3 separate regions of the Gossypium hirsutum genome follow, and all the other regions are linked to region 3. The links are chromatin contacts, called in public Hi-C maps. All regions are on one chromosome and are shown on one strand. Each heading gives the region's core, a stretch centred on a gene start, on an enhancer-like site or on the middle of the called end of the contact. The rest is flanking DNA. Distances are from core to core; before and after follow the strand shown. Region 1 holds the start of LOC107901902 (organellar oligopeptidase A, chloroplastic/mitochondrial). Region 2 holds the start of LOC107943783 (probable mannitol dehydrogenase). Region 3 holds the start of LOC107901845 (L-type lectin-domain containing receptor kinase IX.1).

What was found. A called contact is a pair of places that touch in the nucleus more often than the background predicts.
Region 1: a Hi-C map of leaf shows a contact between it and region 3, with 1.8 times the contacts expected there. The contact joins the promoter of LOC107901902 here to the promoter of LOC107901845 in region 3. A contact is called at or near these places in 8 of 34 Hi-C or Micro-C datasets (callus, hypocotyl, leaf and 1 more).
Region 2: a Hi-C map of leaf shows a contact between it and region 3, with 2.4 times the contacts expected there. The contact joins the promoter of LOC107943783 here to the promoter of LOC107901845 in region 3. A contact is called at or near these places in 3 of 34 Hi-C or Micro-C datasets (all in leaf).

The regions. Positions count from the first base shown.
Region 1 is chrA11:57,095,969-57,100,633 of Gossypium_hirsutum_v2.1, forward strand. LOC107901902 (organellar oligopeptidase A, chloroplastic/mitochondrial) reads left to right here and starts at 2,370. Exons shown (of 17, transcript XM_016828077.2): 1 at 2,370-2,665; 2 at 2,894-3,061; 3 at 3,490-3,613; 4 at 3,788-3,864; 5 at 4,173-4,316; 6 at 4,419-4,649. The coding sequence starts at 2,534. It overlaps LOC107901893 (serine hydroxymethyltransferase 1, mitochondrial), which reads left to right. Exons shown (of 15, transcript XM_016828065.2): 14 at 60-226; 15 at 398-619. The coding sequence ends at 205.
Region 2 is chrA11:56,378,697-56,383,093 of Gossypium_hirsutum_v2.1, forward strand. LOC107943783 (probable mannitol dehydrogenase) reads right to left here and starts at 2,445. Exons shown (of 6, transcript XM_041081990.1): 1 at 2,292-2,445; 2 at 2,059-2,189; 3 at 1,848-1,961; 4 at 1,253-1,766; 5 at 997-1,150; 6 at 499-890. The coding sequence starts at 2,156. The coding sequence ends at 685.
Region 3 is chrA11:56,752,365-56,756,903 of Gossypium_hirsutum_v2.1, forward strand. It overlaps LOC107901845 (L-type lectin-domain containing receptor kinase IX.1), which reads right to left and starts at 1,899. Exons shown (of 1, transcript XM_016828009.2): 1 at 1-1,899. The coding sequence starts at 1,826.

The DNA of each region.
Region 1 (4,665 bases), core at 1,120-3,619, 340 kb after region 3:
CAAATAGTATAATGTGCTACTAATTTGTAGCTGCGTGCTGTTGATTTTGGGTAATCCAGGGACAAAGTTGAAAGACTTTGTGGCCACACTGCAGTCTGCTCACTTTCAATCTGAGGTTGCAAAACTCCGCCACGATGTTGAGGAGTATGCAAAGCAATTCCCCACAATTGGGTTCGATAAGGAAACCATGAAGTATAAGAACTAAGATATCAGCCTTGTCTCGAAGGTATATTATTAACTTCACCTTGCTAAGTCATCTCTTAAATCTTGATAAGGCAAATTAGTTGACATCAAAAACCCAATTATGTTTTCCATATTTGCAATAAGACATGTTATTTTGGTTCTTTTCTTCGTCTTGTCATGTTTTTTGGCTGATTATTCATATGTTTGGACACAGGTATGCATGAGATTTATTAGTAGTGGAGGCGGACGAGGAATAAAACTTTACTAGCAGGCCAAATTGTGTAGAATGTGAATTAACCTTTCAAGGGTCTTAATGAGAAAACTTCGGTTTGCATCTTCACTAAATGTGTATACATACATATATGAATGCATATTTATGATATGAAACATCGAACTTTGCTTTGAGATATAATATTACTGTCTAGAATTTGATTTCTATGGTAAATGCAAGGTTCATATGTGTGAATAACAAATTTGCTTGTTATAACCCCACGCCTACGGAGAAAGTATCGCTCTGATGTTTTCAAGAAGAGTCGTTATTTATATGCAATTTCATTAATGCTTTTGATTTCCCAAGCTCACCAGTTATATCCTAACTTGAGTTTAATTTGAATATTGTTAAAGAGGGAATCATAATATATACATTCTGAAATCTAAACTAATCGTCCAAGATGTGTAGTTAACTCATGGATAAGTTTGATCTTAGCTATTCCATTACTGGCAGCTTGTTGATTGCATATACTTATCACTCACAGCTACAACCCTCCGATAACCTTTCAATTAACAGTCCAACAGCGCCCTTGCTTTTGCCTTTTGCCTAATATCTTAGCATATCAACAACCCAACCAGCATTTGCATCACGCAAAACACCACCAATGGCTGAAATGCCTGAACCAATAATTGAGTTTAATCCATCCATCTCCATTGGTACGCCAACGTGGAATTAATAGCTCCCGGTTGAGATAAGCTTCTTGTTCAAGACAAACTCCTCACTGAAACCTCTTTGCAGCTACTATTCTCTTCTTTAAAAATAAAAGCATTGCGCTTTTTCTATAAGAAACACTAACAAACAATAAGAAATAATGAGCACCAATTGGTTCCCTAAATGCTCAAATCTCCAATGTTATTTTAGTATTATTTTTTAAATTATATGAAAAGTTTCAAAATAATTTATCATGGTAATTTTATATACTAACGAATATAAAATTTTTAAAATTTTCAATAATATATTATCTATACTAAAAGGAAGACACCCGCCCTTACTCTTTTTTTTTACATTATTAACAATAATGATAAATTTTCAATGGTGGTCCCTCTACTTTTTAGTTACAAAATGGTCAAATCTCAATTTCAGTCCTTTGACACCTGTCCTTTTTTTTCATTACTAACAATAATGGTTAAATTTCAATTGTAGTCCTCTACTTTTTAATTATACAAAAATGTTCAAATTTAATGTTTGATATTTATATTTTAATTTTATACATAATTTGGTACTTCGATGTTTATAATGCCATTAGTTAGTCTAAACATTTTATTCTAAATTAAAAAGCCGACGTAAATTTAAAGAATTGTTAACATTGTTAAAGTTTTTTTTTGTTAAATTCAAGTCCATTGCAACACCATTTTTGTGACTTGAGTATCGAATTAGTATATTTTTTATTATTATTTTAGAATGTCACACCAGAAAATTTAATATAATAATTTTAATGGTGTTAATATTGGACCTGAATTTTTAAATTTAAAAAATAAAAAGACTAAATTCTTAAAAATAAAAATATGAAGATTAAATTCTAAAAAGGCAAAGATTACATAAACTTGAAATATAATCTAAAAACAATTAACCTAATGCTAAGCATGAAGCATAACATACCAATTTTTATTTTAAAATAAGATCATCATTTAAACCTATTATTTGCATTTTCCTTAAATTAATAAATTAAGACACAAAACTATTACATTTCTATTTTACTATTATCGAATTTTCATTAAATCCTACTTTATTCCATCCTAATAATATCTTTTAGTTTTTTCTCATTTTTTTTTAAAAATTTTTCCAATGCCCCTAATGGTTAGGATGCAATTTTCCTAAGAGATCAAATTGGGCCATGCCCCCTTGTTTGGGCTTTCAGTCTAACCTCTTGGCCTTTTAGCCATTTTAATAAATAAAAGAATCACCTTTTCTCTTCATCTTCTCCCCATTTACCCCAGAGTTTGTGCTTTAGTTTCCACATTTCTCCTTGCTGTTCATATTCTTTCTCCATCTGTCCCCGTCTCAAGTTTTCATCACTCTTCTCATTCTCTATCTGCCTCTTATTTGTTTTCTGCTTGCTCTTTTCTCTCTCTTCCTTCAATGGCTTCTTCAGCTTCTGTTGATGACAACATTGAGTCTAATCCTCTCTTGCAAGATTTTGACTTTCCTCCTTTTGATTTTGTTGAAGCCAAGCATGTTAGGCCTGGGATTCGTGCCTTGTTGAAGAAACTCGTATGCCCTTTTGATCTTTTGGACTGTTTCCGATTCTGACTTTTGAGTTTCTTTTTTTTAGTGCTCGGTATCTTTTTTATTTTTTATTTTTTTGGATCATTCACTGGCCTTGTTTGAAAATTCAAAATTTTGGTTGTTCTGATCTTTTCTTTGTGGAGATCATGTTTTGGTATATGGGTTTTTTGGATTTTTGTATATGGTTTTGATATAATTATGTTTGTTGAGTAGGAGAGTGATTTGGATGAATTGGAGAAGACAGTAGAGCCTTCGTGGCCGAAGTTGGTGGAGCCATTGGAAAAGATTGTTGATCGGTTGACTGTTGTGTGGGGAATAGTTAATCATCTTAAGGCTGTTAAAGATACAGCTGAGCTCCGTGCTGCCATTGAAGAAGTCCAGGTACATTCTTGTTGTTGTGTTCTTTTTTAACAGATAGCTCAATTATTCAATGTACAATATGTATAAGAATTTCATTAAGAAAATTGTGTAGGAATCTTGGGGTGAAATCTTCAAAATATTTAGCATGAATCTTTTAGACATCTATTATCTATCACGTTCTTCCCTTAGATGAAGTCATGATTTTTATGTTTATGATTTTATTTTTTTTGGCATAACTCATGATATAGGCTCACATGATATACTAGGCGCTTAGTTTGTTTTCTAGAGACTCCAGAATAGTGGTATTCTTATTTCTTTTCAAGCAAATTGATTGGAAGTCTTGTTCAAATCAATCCTATTGTTTCTGTACCTTAGTTAAATATGCGGTACTGTGTAGTCTCTTTTAAACCAACTTTTTGGCCCTTATTATGCTTAGTTTTTCTTTACAGCCAGAAAAAGTGAAGTTCCAACTAAGAGTTGGACAAAGTAAACCCATCTACAATGCATTCAAGGCTATTCAAGAATCTCCTGATTGGAAATCACTAAATGAAGCTCGCAAACGTATTGTGGAAAGTAAGAATCTTTATTTATATATCTATATGTCAAATAAGTTAGGGAATTGTTGTTCCTATTTCATTTTGGTGTAATTGACTGCTAAAGTGTAATTTATTTGTTTTTGCTCCGTTCCTTTTAATTTCTATCAGTGTTAGACCCAATAAATCTTTTTATTTCTGTAAACGTGTGCAGCCCAGATTAAGGAAGCTGTTCTTAATGGTGTTTCACTTGAAGACGATAAACGAGAACAGTTTAACAAAATTGAACAGGTTTGTTAATATTTAGTTTTGAAGTTAAACAGAAATTTACTAGGTGTCATAATACCTTACTATTGTTATCTTTTGAAGCCAATTTCTGTGCCAAGTAAAACAAGGAGCAAGTAGTTAACAGTAGTTCCTTTTGAAGTTCTTGGTACCTGGTCTCTTAGCATTCTTTTTCCCATCTTGTAAGCAAATTCCTCCTGTAAAGTTTAGCAAGGATGGGACTCTGAAAATAATCATGTAAATATTTATGATCAATCATGTCATATTCATTCATTTTGGCTATTCTAATCTAGTTACTGTGAGCTGATTCACAGGAGCTGGAGAGGCTGTCTCACAAATTTAGCGAGAATGTTTTGGATGCCACAAAGAAATTTGAAAAGCTAATAACAGATAAGAAAGAAATTGAGGGTTTGCCTGCAACATCTCTTGGGTTAGCTGCACAAACAGCAGTGTCTAAGGTACGCTTTTCCAATATTCAGTGTATTTTCCCATTCTATGGTTTCTATTGTCAAGTCTAAAGTTTCTGTTTCCTGCCATGTATATTATTTCTTTTCACCTAGGGGCACGAAAATGCTACCGCTGAGCACGGGCCATGGATGATTACATTGGATGCTCCATGTTTGTTTGCTGTTATGCAACATGCACGTAACCGTGCTTTGCGTGAGGAAGTCTACCGTGCTAATATAACTCGAGCATCGACTGGTGATTTGGATAATACACCAATCATCAATCAGATATTGAAGCTTCGGATGGAAAAGGCTAGGCTTCTCAATTACAATAACTATGCTGAGGTATGAATCCTTTGTA
Region 2 (4,397 bases), core at 1,195-3,694, 370 kb before region 3:
GCATTTAATAAACAATAGTCTTGGAGTTTGAATTCGAGTATAAAGCTAAGTAATTTATATATTTGTGATAAAAAACAGGAAGGAAGACGATGTCTGGAAGTGGTATCGGAGGAATGAAGGAGACATACGAAATAATTGATTTCGCAACGAAACACAACATAAAAGTAGATATTGAAGTTATATCCATGGATTATGTAAATAAAGCGATGGAGAGACTTGAAAAGGCTGATGTCAGATACAGATTTGTAATTGACATTGGAAACACCTTGGCTGCCACCAAGCCTTCAAGTTGAAAATCACTAATCCGTTGTTTTAAAATGCTCGGATGTCGCAGTAGTTTCGTGATTGAATATCGTTTGCTTAAACAGACTTTGGTATGCTATGCTTAAAACAATCCATGAATAATGAGTGCAGAATGCTTCATGTCTGGACTTTTATTTTAATATACAAATAAATGTTCAACTATCCAAATATAGACGATAAAAGTAATAGTCATAATTGAATCACACCAAAATCGGTTTATTAGAGTTTACGTTCATTTTAGTTAATCGCATTGGATAACATTATGATCCATTTATGAAGGCCACGTGAAGAACATATAAAAACCAAAAGTATTACAAGAAAGTAAGAATATTGGACTGGCGTTGCCATTTTGTTGTGTAATAACATATAGGAAGCAGAGCTTTAAGAGGTGGGCTTCAACATGTTACCAATATCAATGACAAATCGATATTTGACATCCGCTTTGAGAAGGCGTTCCATGGCAGTGTTCACATAATCGATAGGTATAATTTCAATGTCTGGTTTTATGCTTTGTTTTGCTGCGTAATCAATCATCTCTTGAGTCTCCCTTATCCCTCCAATCAAACTTCCTCCTATTATCTTCCTCCCTGCCAGTTTTTATGTAAAAATAACTTCAGTATTATTTGAATATACATGCAGTGAAGTCGAGCCTCATTCATTCTTGGAGAGCATATATTCACCATAAACTCTTACCTTGGAGCAATGGAAAGGCTGGTAGCTCAAGTGGTTTCTCTGGAGCACCGACAAGAACAAGCTTCCCGTGAGTCTTCAACAACCCAAGCAAAGGCAGCAAGGGATGTTGAGCAGATACTGTATCGATGATGCCATCCAATGTACCATTAGCAGCCTAAACACAATAAACATATATATATAAATGTGTGTTGAATTTAGAAAATTTCATTGTTGACAAAATATTAAAAGAAAAAAGAAAAGGTTGTCGAAACTAAACCTGAAGCTGATCTTGGTCTCGGCTGACAAAAAATGAATCAGCACCGAGATTTTCCAAAGCTGCTTTCTTCTTGTTTATAGAAGTGCTAATGACTGTAACTTTGGCCCCCATAGCCTTGGCAAATTTAACAGCCAAATGGCCTAGTCCTCCCAATCCAACAACTCCAATATGCAAATCAGGCTTATCGAGTCCATAAAATCTCAATGGACTATACACTGTGATTCCGGCGCAAAGAAGGGGGGCGGCGGCATCAAGAGGCAGGTTGTGAGGAATGCGGATGATAAAGTGCTCATCCACCACCATAGTGTCAGAAAAACCCCCATATGTAACAGTTCCGTCATAGTACTTCCCTCCATAGGTAGCTATCAATTTGGGGCAATAATTCTCAAGATTGTTGGTGCAGCTATCGCATGAATGGCAGGAGCCAACCATGCACCCTACTCCAACTTTGTCTCCAACTTTGAACTTTTGTACCTTACTTCCCACCTCTGTCACTTCCCCTACAATCTCATGCCTGCATCCAATATGTTTGTTTTAAATCTCTATATTTGTTTGCCATAAACAAAGAGATGAATTGATGGAGATAATATTATACCCAGGGACAAGAGGGTATAAGGTCTTGCCCCATTCGTTCTTGGCATTATGAAGATCGGTATGACATATCCCACAATAAAGCACCTTGAAAGAAACATCTTTCTCTCCTGCTGCCCTGCAAATCCACATGATATTTATCAATCAACAACGACACAAATAGACTTGGAAGAAGATCAAACATGATCAAATAAAAAAGAAAGAAAAGGAAAAACCTTCTTGAAAATTTGAATGGAGAGAGAACACCGGAAGTGTCTCTGGCCGCCCATCCAAAAGCCTTGTTTGGGTGTTCTTCTTCTGGCAATCTTGACATGGTCGGACGTGTAATTGTTTAGTCTCTTCGAGTCTTAAAGAACAAAACAAATGGTATTAAAAAATGATAAACTAATGTTTAGTAGTATGGGGAAGAGAAGGTCTTTATAGCGGGGTTTTGGGAGGCTATGCTTACATGTTGGCTGACCATATAACTGGAAAATGTTGGCAATGAATTGAAAAGTAAGTTCAAAATTTAAAACTTTCTCGGCTCACAAGTCACAAAAGCTACCAAGAAACATGTAGGTTTTTTTTTTCTACCTTCCGTTTTCAATTTGCTTTCAACTTAAAAAGAAAATTTACTCCAACTCGTTGCTTCTTATCTTTTGTTTTGTTTAGCAACAGTTTCAACCCTCGGATTGGCTATCGTTCGCTTTTTTCTTCTCTCATCAATTCTATTTTTCTTTTTCTTCTTATTCTCTACATATATCTTCTTTCTTTTCAGTTTATTGATCTATTTTGTAAATATTTTTGTTGTTTCACAAGTTGTGATAGATAGATGATGGTGTCTGTTATTAGCTAAAATTCCGCTGGCCACCAATAGTTTTTCTTGGAAAGTGGGTAACTCTTCATCAATTTCTTAATTTGTTTATATTTTGAGAGTATTTTAGAATAATAAATGATTTCACGTATCAATGTGGACCTGTGTTGTCTTAAGTTTTATATGTTCTTTGTTTGTTTTTCATTGTTTAATAAGTTTTCAATTTTAGAAGTTTTTGTCTGCTTTATAGCACGTTTTTTAGTTTTGCTTATGCATGTAAGCTTAGTTTTACAAGTGATGTTAGGGATGATTTTCTTGTTGTCTTCTCTAGTTTAGTGATTGCTCAATTTTTTTGTTGATTTTTTCTCGCCCTTTTAGACCATCCGGGATTGATTTCCTTATCGTATTAAGTACTTGCAATTACTCCAAATATGTTGTGCTTGGGTTGTGACAAAATCAATTGTAACGTGTCATAATATTTTATTGATGTTAAGACTAAAGCCAGCGAGTGTTTGTTATTTTTTTCTCTCAATTGTATGATTTCATCTATTAAATGAATTAATGAATTCACCTTTAAAGAAAATATATATATCTTTAAAAAAATTAAATATTAAAGAAAATTAAAAGTCATCAAGTTGCCATTAATTTTTTAATCACTTATGAAAACTGTTATTTTTATAAAAAATTTGAAACTTATTATTAAAACAACTTCTTTTAAATTTTACAAAAACAATAGTTGGGTTTGAGTTTTCGATAATGCATGATGAAAGTATTACCATCCGACGAGTTCCGGTGGGAGTATACAAGTACAAAAATTTAGATAATAAAAATAATATATTTGATATTATTTTACACAAATTCAAATTGTGACTCCATTTTATCTTCAATATGTATAAAAAATATATTTGATATTGATTCTAGATTATATGCAACAAACTCATGTTTTTGGTGAAAAATATATGTGTCTATTTGAAATTGTTTTTAATATTATACATGTGTATGCATGCCAACCACAACAATAATCTAACAAAAGGCCGCCATACCGGAAGAAATCAATGGATAGAAGCTACAACAATGTTAAAGTATATTATAGTTAAAAATTTGAAATTTAGTTTTTATATTTTTATTTTTAGTAATTTAATTTTTTTAATTTTTAAAATTTTAAATTTAGATTTAATTGTTAAAATTATTTTGTTAAATTTAAGTTAATTACAATATCTTTTTTATTTACATAATTACTAATTGAATATTTTTTTATTACAAAATATCATACTAAAAAATTTAACATAAAATAAATTAACATTATTGACGTTGAACTTGAATTTTGAAATCTAAAAATTAAAATAAATATATTTTAAAAATAAAAATATATTAATTAAATTTCAAATTTATGAATAATATAGATATTTATAACAATTAGAATTAACTTTATTAGATATTAACTTTAAAAAATTTATATGAATTAGCGAAATTAAATATAAAAATTGTAAATATATATTCTTGTAGTTATTAATAAACAAAAACTTATCTTTCAATTATTACATTGCATTAGGTTTTTTAATCAAATAATTTCATCTTCGAGCTCAAGGTTCTCTCATTTACTATGATTTGATTAATCACTAATATTGTTTCATTGAAACTTCTATTGTGACTAGAATTTGCCGCAGAATAAACTACTTTTAAAATGGGATAGGTAACGACTAAAAATGCTGCAGCAACTACTACCACCATTGCGATCAACGGTGGACTGAAGTCAACTGG
Region 3 (4,539 bases), core at 649-3,148:
TGAATTGCTTGTCGGATTGAGGGCCTTAGACTGCTATCAGGGTGAGCACACCACAATCCAACAATCATTAGACACTCTATTTGTTCTTCATCAAACTCTGCATGCAACCTTTCATCAACAACTGAAAGTAGGTTCCCAGTTCCATAAAGATGCCAAACCCACTCTACCAAACCAATTTGTGAGTTTTCTTCGATTGGATCAACTGACCTTCTCCCTGTAGCAATTTCCAAGGCAACTATCCCGAAGCTGTACACATCTGATGCCTTACTTGCCCTGCCGGTTCTTATATATTCCGGGGCCATGTAGCCTAATGTTCCTGCCAATCCTGTTGTCAAAGGTCCTAGTTCATGGTCCATTAACCGAGCTAACCCAAAGTCACCAAGCTTAACATTAAAGCTAGAATCTAGCATTACATTGCTGGATTTGATGTCTCGGTGAACCACACATTGCTCCCACTCTTCATGAAGATATAGCAATGCAGAGGCCAAGCCTCGGGCTATTTTGTACCTACAGGGCCAATTGATAGGAGTCTTCTTGCCGAACAGGTGGCTGTCCAGGCTACCATTTGGCATGAAGTCATAGACTAGAAGAAATTCACCTCCATCATGGCACCAACCTAAGAGTTGCACTAGATTTCGATGTCTCAACCGACTAATGATCTTGATTTCAGTAATGTATTCCTTTCTCCCTTGTCTTGAGCCCCTTGCAATTTTCTTGACAGCAACCGTGGTATCTGAATCATTGAAATACCCTTTGAAGACAGCTCCAAATCCTCCTTCACCCAACTTTCTCTGGTTTGAGAAGTTGTTGGTAGCTACAACAAGATCGTTGTAAGAAAACCTTCTTGGCCCTGCTCCTCTTTCTAGGTCGTCATTGATGGAAGTTAAGTTTACTCTCTCTTCTCTTTCTTCTTTCATCTTCTTCCATCTCCGAAAAAACACGAATGATATGGTGACAACAATCATTAAAATGCTCAGCAGAACTACAAGTACTACTATCATTTTGTTCCTCTTTCTCTTCTTTCCCTCATCAGTTGTCTTTATTTCTAAACTTGAGCTGAATTCCCATGATAGAAGTCGATGCCGCTCTGACTTATGACTCGTAGCAGCTGAAATTCCAACCTTGACCCTCTCTGGTAAGATTTCCTTGAGATCAACATGATGGGAAAGAGTGAAATCCCTTTTAGAAATACTTGTGTTCTTGTAGTTCAATGTCACGCTCAAAATCTGAGCAGTGGCATTGTAAGAAATCCATGCATCGGCAGTTTTTCCATCGTACAAACTGAAATTCCAAGTAGTGTACTTAGCTGAAGCAATTGAATTGGTGTTGATCCCAATATGCTGAACCGGAGGATCCCATTCAGAGTTGGAGTAAGTGTCGAACTCGACCAGAACAATCTGGTTCCGAGATGAATCGCTTGTTGTGGTGTTAAATAAGCCAAGGAACCCACCTGCAGAATTGGGTGGGATTTCAAACCCAACAGGAGCAAGAAAGAAAGCAAGCCCAGCTGCATAGTCTGACAGAGTTTTGCCATGGGTGTCTATGTTGAAGGAGAAACGAGTGGTAAAATCGGCAACCTGGTTAGTACGAGAATCCCAGATTGGAACATCTCGAGAATACGAAACTCGACCAACCCGACACAGATAAGATATGTCGTTAAATTCAACATAACCAACAAAAGGTCTCGCATCCCCTTCGTAGAGAATGCTGGTTGCCTCAGGGTTAAAACGAGGTATCTTAAAGTGAACTGAGTTAACACAAGGAAAAAGGAACAGGAAGGAAACGAAGGGAAGAAAACTCCATAAGCAACACGAATGGTTGGCCATAGCAGTGTGAGAGATGCCAAATAGATGGATATCTTACTGGAACTTGTATGTCAAGGGCACATACAAGTATAGCTATAAGCTTCAATTTTTTACTTGGCATGGAACCATAAAAGAATTGAAAATGAGCATAAAAAGACTTAAGTCAAAGTCGTCGTATGGACTCCGGTGGGCAATGCGGAATTAACAAAGTCATGATGTTCGAGACGTACCGGCTATGCTATGCCCAGAATCGACGCCAACATTGACTGATGGATAGCTTATGCTACCATACATAAACCACGTTCGAACAATAAAAATAAATAAATTTTTAATTGAATTATCAGTTTATACTTTAATCTAATATATATTACTAATATATTTATTTTTTAATAAAAAAAGGTAAAATATAATCTAACTTTTAATACTGAACATTCATGATACTTTTTCTCTGATAGAAATCTTTTGTCACTTTAAAAGTTAGCATTTTATTTTTCAGTTTAATTTAATAGATTAACTTTATTTTATTTTGTTATAGCCAAACCAAGGGGAAAATATCTATTAAAAATAAATAAAAATATTTGTTAAGAAATTATGATAAATTTTAAAATTATTTACTTTTCATTTATAAAACCCGAAAGACAAATATTTTAATAAAAAATATTAAAAATAAAAATTAACTCTAATTTCAAAGAAAAAAATCAAACTCAAGTTGAATTCGTTCAAAAAATTTATTTTATTATTAAAAAATAATAATTTTATATTTTATATTTCTTTAATTAAATTTAAATTTAAAAAATATTTTTAAATTATTTAAATCGAATTCAAATCCAACTGGATCTAGTAAAAATCATTATCACCCTAATCAAACTGGCTGACAGATCTACACTTGAATTTTTGGTACACGATTAAGTCTTTTGGAACCGTTTTCTTTCAAGACTATAATCATGTAAATTAATTGTGCGATTTACTAGCGAATCGTTGAATCTTTTAACACATGAATTTGAAAATAAGAAACAAAGTGCCTCTAAAGTCTAAAACCATGTATGCCAGAAGCAATATCTTCATTTAGAAACTAAAATTATTTCCTTGCATTTCTTGGTTTAAAATTTTAATTAAACATTTTTTATTTAAAAATATAATAATATTAATATAACAAGATATATGACACACCCATGATATGGGTTGTTATACCTCCACCTCTCGGAGACACTTTTTGGACAACTCTTCAAGGACAACCTTTTAAGTAAACCCCTTGTAGTCATTCCTCAACTCTATACTCAGGTGGACCTCACTCATTAATTGTCACTTCTAACACAAACTATCATGTCCCATATAAAGTAATTGACAGTGTGCCTAATTACCGCTCTACCTAGATCTATAGTGGTAGACCACTTGACCAACTTATTCTTGACCCACCTATGGGGAGATTGTTAGATCTAGTGTCTTAAATATAGTATTTTCGTCTTATGTACACTTTTATTTTTCAAAAAAATTGGTTTAATAAAATATTCATTAATTACATTAATACCCTTTATATATTGTCATCAATGTTTTTGCACACTAAGTAAAATGAAAGCAAATATTGGCTCATTGGTCATCCCATGTTCAAATACTAAGCGGTATTATGTGGTCATATCGTAATACGAAAAGACAACTTGTATTAGTAGATGAACATAAACATGTCCTTAGTCTAATTGAAAATGAGCAAACCAATTGAAAAACTAATATGTCGTCTATCAAGTCCAATTGGGGAGATGCTTTGTCTTGAACATCGAAACGGATGACTCCCAGAAGATAGAGACATAAATGTGACTATCTGGACTAACAGTACATCGGATAAGATCCAAGTAGAATAGATTCTAGATCCATTTATGGATTAATTCACTTGTGACGTTCATAGTGTGGCATACCTTAATCCTGAATGGATGATGGACTATATATGCGTGACTCGTATACTTTAATGTAAGTAAGAAGTCTGAGTTCAAATAGATAAGGAATCGAAAGTTGGTGCGTTGGGTATATAACTTATGTTGTATGTAACATCATTCATAATAGTGGAATTCATAGCCCAACTAAAGGGTAAATGATATATCCTCTCATCAGCATTACATGATAGATGAAAAGTAAACATGACCACGGATCATTTGTCTTTGTGATAAATGACTTAATTACTATTTGATAGTAATTGTGTCACACCCCATTTTTATTTAGTTATCATTAGCTTTTAAACAAGATTGAGTATCTAGCTTATTGGTTAAAAACAAGCATAGCTATCCTAGCGACCCAAGTTGGAGTCCTTTCTTCTACATTTTTTTTAAATTTTGGCACACCTCATTGGTTAACCCCCTTATCGGCTAAAATAGTTGCCTTATGCATAAGATTCTTTCCTTCCATTTTTTCTGCATTTCTTCCATGTTTACTCCCCTTTTCACTCCCTTTGTTCCCCATCTTTCCTTTTCTTTTCCTAGATTCCCTTACATTCCATTTCTACTCCCCTTTGACTATTGCTACTCGTCCCTAGTAGCTAAGGAAAACAATAATTCATTTTTTTTTCTTCTTCATCTTTTCTCTTATCTCTCTATTTTTCTGTCATCCACCTCTTGTGCCACCACATTTTGTTCTTGTCGCCACTTCAACCACCATTTGCCACCGTTTGCACCACCTCAACCAACCTTGCACCGTCGCCTTTCCCTTTCTCTTTCTTTACTCTACCGCTGAACTTTCGCCTCTGCCA